Regions from separate parts of the Zea mays genome. Here region 2 is linked to region 1. Evidence: chromatin contacts called from public Hi-C data. All regions are on one chromosome and are shown on one strand. Each heading gives the region's core, a stretch centred on a gene start, on an enhancer-like site or on the middle of the called end of the contact. The rest is flanking DNA. Distances are from core to core; before and after follow the strand shown.

Region 1 (5,888 bases), core at 2,272-4,771:
GCCAGGCGTGGCCGTCCTTCTATAACCCCTGGACCGGGACCATCGCCATGTGGCCGAGCCAGGCCCCGCGTGCCTCCCGTCCCCCGGCGCCGGCCCTCCTGACTGCGCCACCCTACTGCGTGCCTCCCACGCCTCCCTACGGCGTGCCAACACCGCATCCGGCTCCGCGCCAACTCCTGCCCCCGGGGACCCCCACGACGACTTGGTCCCCGCTGTCTGGAGGCTGGGACAACGCCTCCCTCGCCGCCGCTTTCAGCACCATGGCGAGGACCCCTCCTTCCTCCAACTGGGTGATCGACTCTGGTGCCTCCTACCACACCACTCCCACTACAGGCACGCTCTCTCGCTCCCATCCCCCCATTCCTCTCATCCTTCATCAATCGTCGTCGGAAACGGTTCCACTCTGCCAGTCACCTCAGTTGGTGCCTCGGTTCTCCCTGGACCGTTCTACCTCAACGACGTTCTCGTAGCCCCCCACATCACTCATAATCTCCTTTCTGTTCGTCGTTTCACCACTGACAACTCCTGTTCCATTGAGTTTGACCCCTCTGGTTTCTCTGTGAAGGATCTGGCCACCAGGACTCCCCTCGCCCGCTGTGACAGCTCGAGGCCCCTCTACACGCTCCGGCCATCCACCTCCGGCGTGTCTCCGCCTCCTGCCTTGGTCTCCACTGTTACTAACCTTGAGATTGATAATCTGTCCCTAAGGACTATAGGTAATATATAGGCAGTAGGCCTGGGCCTAATGGGCCTTAACACCCCTCCTCAAACTCAAGGTGGAAAAGGAGGATCTGAAGCTTTGAGTTTGATCAAGTGAAACTGATGTTGTGCTCTTGTTTGTGCTTTGGTGAAGAATTCTGCCAATTGAGATTCTGAGGGCACATATTGAAGATCAATAGTTTTCTGCTGACAGTGAGATCGAGTAAAAGATGCATCAACACCTATGTGTTTAGTAAGTTCATGCTTCACTGGATCATGAGCAATCTGTATAGCACTCAAGTTATCACATAACAGAGGTGTAGAAGTGTCACAAGTGACACCAAGATCAGCCAAGAGCCAGCGCAACCAAATAATTTCAGCAGTGGTAGTAGCAAGTGCCCGAAGTTCGACTTCAGCACTAGAACGAGATATGGCCGCTTGCTTCTTGGATTTCCAGGCAATGGGAAATGATCCAAGAAGAATACAGTAACCTGTAGTAGAACAACGGTCAATAGGATCACTTGACCAAGCGGCATCAGAATACGCATGAAGCTGAAGTGGGCTATCAGAAGCATAGAGTAAACATCTGGATCTTGTCCCACGTAAATATCGAAGCACACGAAGCAAATGACCATAATGAACTGAAGTAGGTGTTGATACAAATTGGCTCAACATATGAACAACATGAGCAATATCAGGTCTGGTGATGGTGAGGTAAACAAGACTACCCACAATATGACGATACCGAGTTGGGTCTGCTAGTGGTGTCCCATCCTTCGGACGAAGTTTTAAATGGAGATCCATCGGTGTTGCAACAGTGCGTGTATCAGTAATTCCAAAGCGATCAAGAAGATCTTGTATATATTTGGACTGAGACAGATAAAAGCCTTTTTGAGTCTGCTGAATTTCAATGTCCAAGAAATAGCTAAGCGGTCCCAAATCAGACATATGAAATTCCTTACTAAGATGCTGCTTGACATGAGAAATATGTTCTGAGTTGTCACCTGTAATCAGCATATCATCCACATATGCTGTGTTGGTCCCTTGAGATGCTGGCACATATGGTTGGAGCCCTCTACCTAGTACATCCGGTACTGGCACCACCGGCACGTGCATTCATCCATGACACGTTTTCAGGCGTGGCAAACCTGGAGCACGTCTCGTCCACAGCGGTTTGACAACATCATCCTCGGCATCAACTTCTTCCTCTACGACTGCCTCGACTGTGTCGTCGTCTTCGTCTATGGTGCCCTCCTACGCCACCATCACCCTGGCGCCTCCTGGCGCGCCGCAGGCCTTCCCACGTGCTACGCCTGCGCCCGCGACTTGTGCGGCTTATCTTCTTCGGCGTCCTCGACGGCTACATCGACCACAGCTACCCGACACACAACACCTCGACAACGGCTCGACGCCCTTGCACTCGACTACCTCGACATTTTCGGCACAAAGGGCTATCATCTGCATGGGCTACTCCAGTCGCAGCATTCGCACCAGCATTCCGACTGTGGGGGGATATCTCCATTATTCTCGAGTCTGTCCGTTCGTGTTGCTGACACTACGACTGCGGGGGGATGTTAGAGTATATTAGACAACTCTTGATATGGTTGGTTTAGGATTGATTGTAATCCTGGGATAACCTTCTTTATATCTAGGATAACCTTGCTTATCTCTAGGATATGCTTCTTGCCCTCCAAGTCATGTACTCCTATATATTCTCCCTAGAGGCTTAATGCAATACATCCCACACATTATACACATTCTCTCCTTCAGGTTCTGGTCCAGTATCTGAAATTGCAACCCTGAGTATTATAAAAGAATTGATATATGAGTCATGACATTTTTCTTTTTAATGAGTGTGCCTTCTATCATTGGCCAATCAATTGTTGAGGCACTTGTAGCTTTAAAGATTGGAGCTAAGGGTCAAATGTGGAATCTGGAGACAGATGGGTCATACAGTCTTTGATGGTACATCGCTAATTATAGTTTTTATTTCATGTTCAAGGTTCGTCTTATCAAGGAGCTCTACGGGAACCAAATTGGCGAGCTGTTCCATAGTCTTCCTTATAATATGATAGAGTTTGTATTGGAGGATTTTGAGTGGTAAGGATAATATTTAATTACTGCTAATGCTTGGATTGCATCAATAAGTTCTGTTTTGTTGCTAGTACACTCCCTCATAGAATATGTACACCTAGTGCAGCCTTCTATTTTTGTTATCTTGCAGCGTGCATGCTGAATATCGCATACTGATTTTAAGCTGCTAATATGCATAAGTAGCTTGTTGCACATTTTGTAGAGATTGATCTGTTTGCCACTTATAAGCAGCAAGGTTACAATCAGTATCCGATATTCGGATCTACTGCAGACCCTGCCGAGTCAGGCAAGGGTCTTGGCTTGGCCACTTCGCTCGGCCAAGAAAATATCTACAAGAAGCAGCAGTGCATCAGCTGCGCAACCAGTACCCTTTCACCTTTCATATGCCGAGGAAGCACTCAAAACCTTGTGTCTACCAGAAGGTGCTTCCTGTCACCTTGGCTTACAGCATACATGGCTTTGTGCTGAATTGATCTGTTTCTCCCTGTTCTGTGTTTCAGCATACGCAGACATTGTGCTGGAGCTACCCCATGCTTTGAAGAGGATTTTATCCTCTCGGGACAGTGACTAAATCGTGACCTCAAGATGTCCAGTTTTGTTGTGCATAAGATTCACATCTCAATCGTGGGGCATGTTTTTGAAGATATTGTTCAGAATCTTGTGGTAGTATAGCCTGCAGTTGTGGACTGCAATTCCTGTGAAAGCAAGGCAGACATTTGCGTGGGCCGCTCGAAATATTCCGGCTACAGTTCCTGTTAAAAGAATCAAAATCCTAGGAAGGCCTTATGGTCGAGGCATAATCTTGCCAACTGCTGTCCTTGTCCTTGATGTGTGCTCCTTTTTTTTCTCCACTCTGGCTATGTTTGTTTCCTTTTAGAATTATACTAGCGCGTTACGCGCGCCTGCACGCGCGTGTTGACAAACCTATTTTATTTCAAATATCAAGTATCTAAGAAGACATGCTAAAATTTCAACAATATTTTTGGTACCAATAGCAGTAGTAATACAAACTTAGATTACAATACATAGCAAGTTGCATTAAAGTAGCATACTTCAGTGTCCAGCAATAGTGTCCGTAAAGTTTGCATAGACAAAATAGTTTTAGGAAGACTTTAACAATAGAGTCATATGTATACAAAAGTCTACTGACCAAAAATGATGAAGCCTTTCTTGTATAGACACAGCTTTAGGAAGGCATCAACATCAGTTTTATATGTACATAAAAGTCTCGTGACCAAAAGTGATGGAGCCTCTTATATGTTTGCAAATTTTTTTTACCTATATACAAATGAGAGGAGTATGTTAGCATAGACAACATCAAAGAGCTCAATGCGATATCACGATCATAAAAGAAATAATATTCTTTCAAAGGAGAGAAACAATAACACATAACATGTTTATTTTATCTTTCCCTCTAATCACGACAAGCAGGTACTATGTCTATTAACACAACAAGCCATGTTGTCTCCAAGATCTCAAGTTACAAAAACTTAATTGAAAACTTGAAGTGCTTCTCGAATAAGGTACATCAAGAGGCTAACATTTTAACACACTGTTATGACAATAGCTAAGGAAAGAGTAGTATACAAGCAGGTTTATTAAGAACACTGGCAACTGCATCTTGGTAATGTTTGAAGAAAAGGTTCAAAGCATTCAAATAAAATTATGTAATGTTTGAAGAAAAGGTTCAAAGCATTCAAATAAAAATTATGAATGACAGGATAACTTTAAAGAAATAAGTTGTTGGAGTGAGTAAGTTTGGTAAGCAAAAAAATTTAGCATTCCATAGATCAAATTGTAAAGCCAAAATAAAAGTAAGTTTGGTCCAAAGCATTAAAATAGAAATCATGTATTTTGTTTATGTATTTATTTTATATTCTTCTTTTTTTTGTCAAAGTGTAAAGTATATTTTTAAAATGAAACATGAGTATGGAACTGTTTTTATTTTTTTGTGTATTTGTGTTGCACTTATTCTCTTTTTTCTTAAGCTATTTTTGATAAGGAGATTAGAATACACAATGCAGACTATGGGTTCGGCCAGGCAAGTCCGCGAAATATGCATATAGGTTTCTAGACAAAGCTAGAAGTAGCAGCTGTAATTATTAGTAATACATTATTTTGGGTTATGGTTGTTGATTTGTGGAAACAAATTATCATGATACTTAAATATGGAATTTTTTTGTCAGACACAATGTAGTTTTGTCTGTTGTAATGGGGAAAAAGGAAAATGAGGGTGCGAGGTTTGTGTACAAAGGATCCTGAATGGTGCAAATCTTGATGTATTTCAGGATGGTCTAACTGTCGTCATTCTTGGAACATGTAGAATCTGGCATGGCTTTGCTAACCTCGGTGTGCTTTATCCTGCATGTAGTGTATTATATTAATATGGAATAGAAGTTGTAGTTGTAAACTTAAAAAGCATGCTTTGTTTTCATTTTATAACTAATGTCTTTCCATACATACTTTTTTGGTGGTGATGACAATTAATGGTTGGTAAGCTGATATGTATATTGTCAACGTTCAGTGATTAAAAGAAAAGGTGTTAGTTAACTTAGATGGTCCAAAGTGAGAGAGCATTTTTATACTAACAAATGTACATATGCTTAACTGGTTAAGCATTGTTCTTGTTACCATCTGTTTTTGATAACTTAACAGTAAAGAAAATACCTATCTGTGCCTATGTACATAAGTCAATATTATAAGTACATGTAAATTACCTCTGAGCGTACCTTTGAGTGTTTCAATAAAATCTGTGTTGAAGTGACCACACTGTAATGTTGAGGCCTGTTGAGAGGATGCACATGCACCTAATATAGTGTATTCCTTTTCTCAGCACTAGGTAGCTACGCAATCTTTTTTTTTAAAAAGGTGGATGATCATGCTACTTGAGGATGTTAACCTTCGCTCGTTCAACAATTGCCTACGTATGCGACGAGCTTCCACAGGAGGTACAGACGATGGGGCACAACATTGTACAGACGATGGGGCACAACATGTACTGATTTGTTCTGCCATGATGAATTTATAATGAGCATAACAATCCATGGGTGATACGTTTGTTTTCCGTTTAGACCCAGGTGATGTGTGTAAGCAGG
Region 2 (5,888 bases), core at 2,389-4,888, 230 kb after region 1:
GGCGGGTGCGCTCGCGCGCACCCACCGGAACAAAATGCAACCGAGAAAGGCTGGTCCCCTTGCAAAAAAGTGCGACGAAAGCCTCCAAGCGAGTGCTAACACTCCCTTCGAGGCTCGGGGGCTACTGTCGGGGACCATAATTAGGGGTACCCTCAAGACTCCTAATTCTCAGCTGGTAACCCCCATCAGCATAAAGATGCTAAGGCCTGATGGGTGCGATTAAGTAGGGATCAGTCCATTCGAGCGACTCGATCACGCCTCACCCGAGCCTAGCCTCGGACAAGGGCAGCCGCCCCCGGAGGATTTCCGTCTCGCCCGAGGCCCCCCTCTGACGGCGAACATATTTCCGGCTCGCCCGAGGCCCTGCCTTCGCTAAGAAGCAACCCTGACTAAATCGCCGCGCCGACCGACCAAGTCGCAGGAGCATTTAACGCAAAGGTGGCCTGACACCTTTATCCTGACGCGCGCCCCCCGGCAGAGCCGAAGTGACCGCCGTCACTTCGCCGCTCCACTGACCAGCCTGACAGAAGGACAGCGCCGCCTGCGCCACTCCGACTGCAGTGTCACCTGACAGAGTGAGACTGACAGACAGTCAGGCCCTGCCAAAGGCACCATAGGAAACTCCGCTCCGCCCGACCCAGGGCTCGGACTCGGGCTAAGCCCCGGAAGACGGCTTACTCCGCTCCGCCCGACCCAGGGCTCGGACTCGGGCTAAGCCCCGGAAGACGGCGAACTCCGCTCCGCCCGACCCAGGGCTCGGACTCGGGCTCAGTCCCGGAAGACGGCGAACTCCGCTCCACCCGACCCAGGGCTCGGACTCGGGCTAAGTCCCGGAAGACGGCGAACTCCGCTCCGCCCGACCCAGGGCTCGGACTCGGACTAAGCCCCGGAAGACGGCGAACTCCGCTCCGCCCGACCCAGGGCTCGAACTCGGGCTCAGTCCCGGAAGACGACGAACTCCGCTCCGCCCGACCCAGGGCTCGGACTCGGGCTCAGTCCCGGAAGACGGCGAACTCCGCTCCGCCCGACCCAGGGCTCGGACTCGGGCTAAGTCCCGGAAGACGGCGAACTCCGCTCCGCCCGACCCAGGGCTCGGACTCGGGCTCAGCCCCAGAAGACGACGAACTCCGCTTCGCCCGACCCCAGGGCTCGGACTCCGCCCTGGCCTCTGCCGACGACCTCCGCCTCGCCCGACCCAGGGGCTCGGACTCGGCCTCGGCCATGGAAGACAGACTCGACCTCGGCTTCGGAGGAGCCTCCACATCACCCAACCTAGGGCGCAGGCCAGCCACGTCAACAGGAGGCGCCATCATCACCCTACCCCGAGCTGACTCGGGCCACAGGGAACAAGACCGGTGTCCCATCTGGCTAGCTCCGCCAGATAGGCAATGATGGCGCCCCGCATACTCTGTGACGACGGCGGCTCTCAGCCCCCTTACGGAAGCAAGAGGACGTCAGCAAGGACCCAACCGCTCCGACAGCTGTCCCTCCGCCAGGCTCCATCGCTCCTCCGACGGCCACGACATCACACCAGCTGGGTGCCAAAACCTCTCCGGCTGCCACATCGGCATGTACTTAGGGCGCTAGCTCTCCCCCGCTAGACACATAGCACTCTGCTACACCCCCATTGTACACCTGGATCCTCTCCTTACGCCTATAAAAGGAAGGACCAGGGCCCTCTTAGAGAGGGTTGGCCGCGCGGGGACGAGGACGAGACAGGCGCTCTCTTGGGGCCGCTCGCTTCCCTCTCCCGCGTGGACGCTTGTAACCCCCTACTGCAAGCGCACCCGACCTGGGCGCGGGACGAACACGAAGGCCGCGGGATTCCCACCTCTCTCACGCCAGTCTCCGGCCGCCTCGCCTCTCCCCCCTTCGCGCTCGCCCTCGCGCTCGACCCATCTGGGCTGGGGCACGCGGCGACACTCACGCGTCGGCCCAAGGGACCCCCCGGTCTCGGAACGCCGACAATATTATTAGCAAGATGTCTGAGATATTTATGTGCTACATTTTTATTATATAGGAGTGAGCCGAAGAGCGTCCTATCAGTTGTAGAGTAGAAACAAATTCTACTGATACATAAAATAATTTCCTATCCTCCGTTCCATGAATTGGAGATAGACTTATATCCGAATTTTGGAAAGTGATGGAATGTTAAATTCCAAGCTAAATAGATTACTTTATTAAATAAATTTCAATTCCTACAAAATGAATAGATCCAAACGCGCCGTTATGGTAATCTTACTTGAAGGAAGAATTTGGCGATGTTCTGGATGAGTGTTGAAACATGACCTGGTCTGTTCCTTGCAGCCTTGCTTAGTGTAGTAAATCTCAATCAGGAAAGGCACCAATGTATTGTTGTCTTTATTTTTTTCAACCATGTTCAAATTCTGGCAATCCATGTGCCTTTTCTGTCTTCTACATTTTGGATTTGCGTTGCATTTTGGGCAGTTTGAATTGACGTGTACATGTTTTTCCTTTCCTTATTATGAAAAAAGGTTCTTTTGGCGGGGCAGATGTGTTTTCCCAGTGTTCCGTTAAAGTTTTTTTTTGTATTGTGGGGTGATTATTCTTTTTGCTATATTTTTTCATTTGCTGAAAAAGAACCGTTTTTTTCTCTAAGTTGGGTCACAGGTGACAGGTCACGCGCAAAACGTGTAGGTTTATTCACCTATCTCTACAGTGATGGTTATATATGTAAGCTAGATTTTAATCTACTACTAAAAAGCACCAGTTTCAATGATTGTCACGTGTCACATGCAAAACACGTAGATCTATTTCTCTCCTCTACCGGTAGGTCGTTGCCCTATTGATAAGTTGTAAAGGCCACTCAAGCTTCTATTAATGGGTCGTTACTTTGCATATGGACCGTGAGAAATCATCCAATAACATAAAGTCACACGCAACACAACACTTCCATGTCGTACCACTCAGCTAGCTAAAATGGGGCGAGCCACCAAGCGAGTTATAAAAAAGGGTTGAGACCCTTTTTAACTAATACGTTTCTATGTCTTTTGGCTTAGATAAAGTATAATATATGATGTTCGTTTTTATATAATCATTGTGCACTAAATTTTTGTCGAATATTATGTATACCATTGATTATTAACCGAGTTCAATGATGTGTAATACCGAATGTGCATAATGGAAATATTCTGAGAACCAAATTCTTGATAGAATTATTGAAATAAAAGGACAATGAATCCAAAGACAACATTCTAGAAGAATACAAGAAATTGTTAGACACATCAAAGTTTAGTTGTTGTTTAGATATACAATAGATGTGATTTTATTTGTAATGATATTCAATTTTTTTCTTAAACTTATTATCATTAATGCATAATCACTTCATTTTAATTTGCCGCTTAACAAGATTTCGGAGCTTATGATAAGAAACAAATATCAATTTTTTTGCATCTGCGTTGTCCTAATCAGTTTTGCCATGATTATCAATGTGTATTTATTTTATTGACTTTTAAATTTGTTGTATGGTTAGCATAAACACCTTAGGTTTTATTCGGTTATTCTCAATACACATGAATTAGATGAGATTAAAAAAAATTAAGAAGTTTAACTTATTTGAGATTAAAACTCATTCAATCTTTTAAAAAAATCATCCAATTCCTCACCTTCTCTGGGACGTTTCCTCCAACGTCTCCCCTCCCGGCGAAGGAAGGAAACGAGGCACGCCCTGACGCCCACGCGAAAGAAAGTTGACGCCCACGCCCCACGCGCCCAGGAACACCACCGGTGACGCGTGATCAGACTCGAGAACCAATCCCCCCCGACTCCCTAGCCGCCGCGCTAAAATCTACACAAAGCCTCGCAAATCTGGCCTGATCTCGCGCCCCCGATCTCGCGCTCGTTCGCAGCCCACCGGGAGGTCCTCCAGCCTCCCGCCAGATCTCAGCGTCGTTCGTTCGCTTTTAGATTTGGTGGGGTAAGGGAGGGGAGGCGGGATGAGCGCGCGGATAAAGGAGATGGTGCGTGTGGCCACGGCGCGGCTGGGCGGTGAGCAGGTGGGGGCTGGCGGGGTTTCCTCCTCGGGTATCGCGCGTCGGGAGTCCACGGCGCGGCTCGGCGGCGGGGGTACAAGCCTCCGGAGGCAGCCGCAGCCGATGGCGCCCTCCGTGCGCACCGTCTGCTGCAACGACCGCGAGGCCAACGCCCCTGTCGGGTACAAGGTACGCGCTTGCACCCCACCCCCTCCCCCGATTCTTTGACATTCGGTCTGGTCGGCCCGCCGGTTGGATCTCGGCGATGTCTTGTATCGTGTGGTTGCGTTCGAGCTTGGTGGTCTGGCGCGATAAGCTAGCTGGTCTGTCCTTCGCTTTGAGTGTTTAGGATCTCGCTTCACGAGGATTGTGTTGCCATCCAGCCGCGATTGCCCTGAGTTGATTGGAGCTTTGCCTGCAGCTTATACAGTTGGTTTTGGGAGATGTAATGGCAGATGCTTGATATGCTATTGCGGCATAAGTGGTACCCTGCTATATTGCCAGGGAGCAGTGAAGTTTAGACCTCCACAGTATTTCCTGAAGGCTTTTCATGCTTTAATTGTATCTTTGCGGATCATACTATGATCTGGTAACTGTAGTTTAATGTCAGTGGAACACAAACACATGAAAGTTGTTCTGAAACTTGTTTGATCTCACCCCTTTGCCATTGCAGTTTGTATTTGAATGGGTCCTATTGGTACTAACAGTATTTCCCCCTTCTCTTGCTATGCAAATCTTGTAGCTGTAGTATATTTAAGTGTATTTGCAAGAACTTTGGTGCATCACACTAATGACAGCCCCCCTTCTATTTTTGGTTTGTACCAGTTATTGATTATAGAGTTATTTGATGCTGATAGTCGAAACATCAAACTTTGTTATTTGATGCTATGCACTTAGATTTGTACTATGTCCAGTTAGTAGTTACACAGTAAAAACAATGTATCTAGAAAAGTTTAAACATCTTATAATTTGGAATGGAGGTAGTAGTTTGTTTGACAATGATGACTGATCTGTTTCTTTTTATTTTATTTTATGATATGATGCAATCTCCAAGAAAGCTGTCAATTCTGCAGAGTAAATCGGCAGGATATTACTTTTCCTTTTCACTGTTGCCATCTAATATTAGTTCCACGTCTAACATTCTTTTTCATGCTTTGTTCGTATGTCTCAGGGAAATTCTGTGTCGACTACAAAGTACAGCATCCTGACTTTCCTACCTAAAGGATTATTTGAGCAGGTATTAATACATTATTTTTTATTGTCACACATGTTATCAATCAAGCAATTTATTTAGATTCAGTATCTTTTATAGCATTTTATTTTGTAGCATTTTCTCTTCATTTTTAATGGAAAAGCTTTATTTGTGTCTGTCAAATTTCATATGTTCAATCGATTAAATTTGCTTTGCTCCCCTTTTCTGTTCCCCAAATACTATTTTGTTTTGACAAGAAATGTGGACTTATACTTAACTGAATGAAATACCTATGTTCATTTTTCTTTTGTGCAAACTGATCTCCTAGAATTGTTCTTTTTTCTGATTGCTTTATCTCTTAATTGGCTTAATAATGGATTGATGATATGTCTTCAGGGTCTTCAAATGTGACAGTGTATTTAAAATGTGATTCTGTTGTCTTTGCATATTGTGCACTGTCAAATTGTACTATCTTGGTTTATGTTAGTGCACATTGTGCTTTCAGTAGTTTAAGCTGCATTTTTTGCGACTTCTCATATATGGTAGCTTCCTTTTTTCCCACACTGGCAAAACTGAATTTCATTGCGATAGTAACAAAATTAGAGTTTAGTACGTAAAATTCAGAATGAAACACAAAACTAAATGGCCCACCCTGATACTGCTCACCTAGGGAACAGCCATCACGGTGTTACAGCCTACCCAAG

The links. Hi-C and Micro-C count contacts between places; a contact is called where the count stands out from the background.
Region 2: a Hi-C map of leaf shows a contact between it and region 1, with 2.2 times the contacts expected there. The contact joins the promoter of LOC103643580 here to the enhancer-like site in region 1. A contact is called at or near these places in 5 of 25 Hi-C or Micro-C datasets (bundle sheath, ear, endosperm and 2 more).

Annotation. Positions count from the first base shown.
Region 1 is chr1:247,486,285-247,492,172 of Zm-B73-REFERENCE-NAM-5.0, forward strand. LOC103643579 (centromere protein O) reads left to right here. Exons shown (of 13, transcript XM_008666747.4): 11 at 2,702-2,799; 12 at 3,025-3,215; 13 at 3,294-3,767. The coding sequence ends at 3,364. Among protein-coding and RNA genes, the nearest start is that of LOC109943517, 33 kb to the left of the region's middle. Within about 2 kb of position 3,522, at least 2 of the 20 cell types and tissues checked have an H3K27ac peak or open chromatin away from gene starts, as enhancers often do. A contact at or near this core is called in bundle sheath and leaf, where this site is marked.
Region 2 is chr1:247,718,148-247,724,035 of Zm-B73-REFERENCE-NAM-5.0, forward strand. LOC103643580 (phospholipid-transporting ATPase 3) reads left to right here and starts at 3,639. Exons shown (of 27, transcript XM_008666748.4): 1 at 3,639-4,181; 2 at 5,164-5,229. The coding sequence starts at 3,957.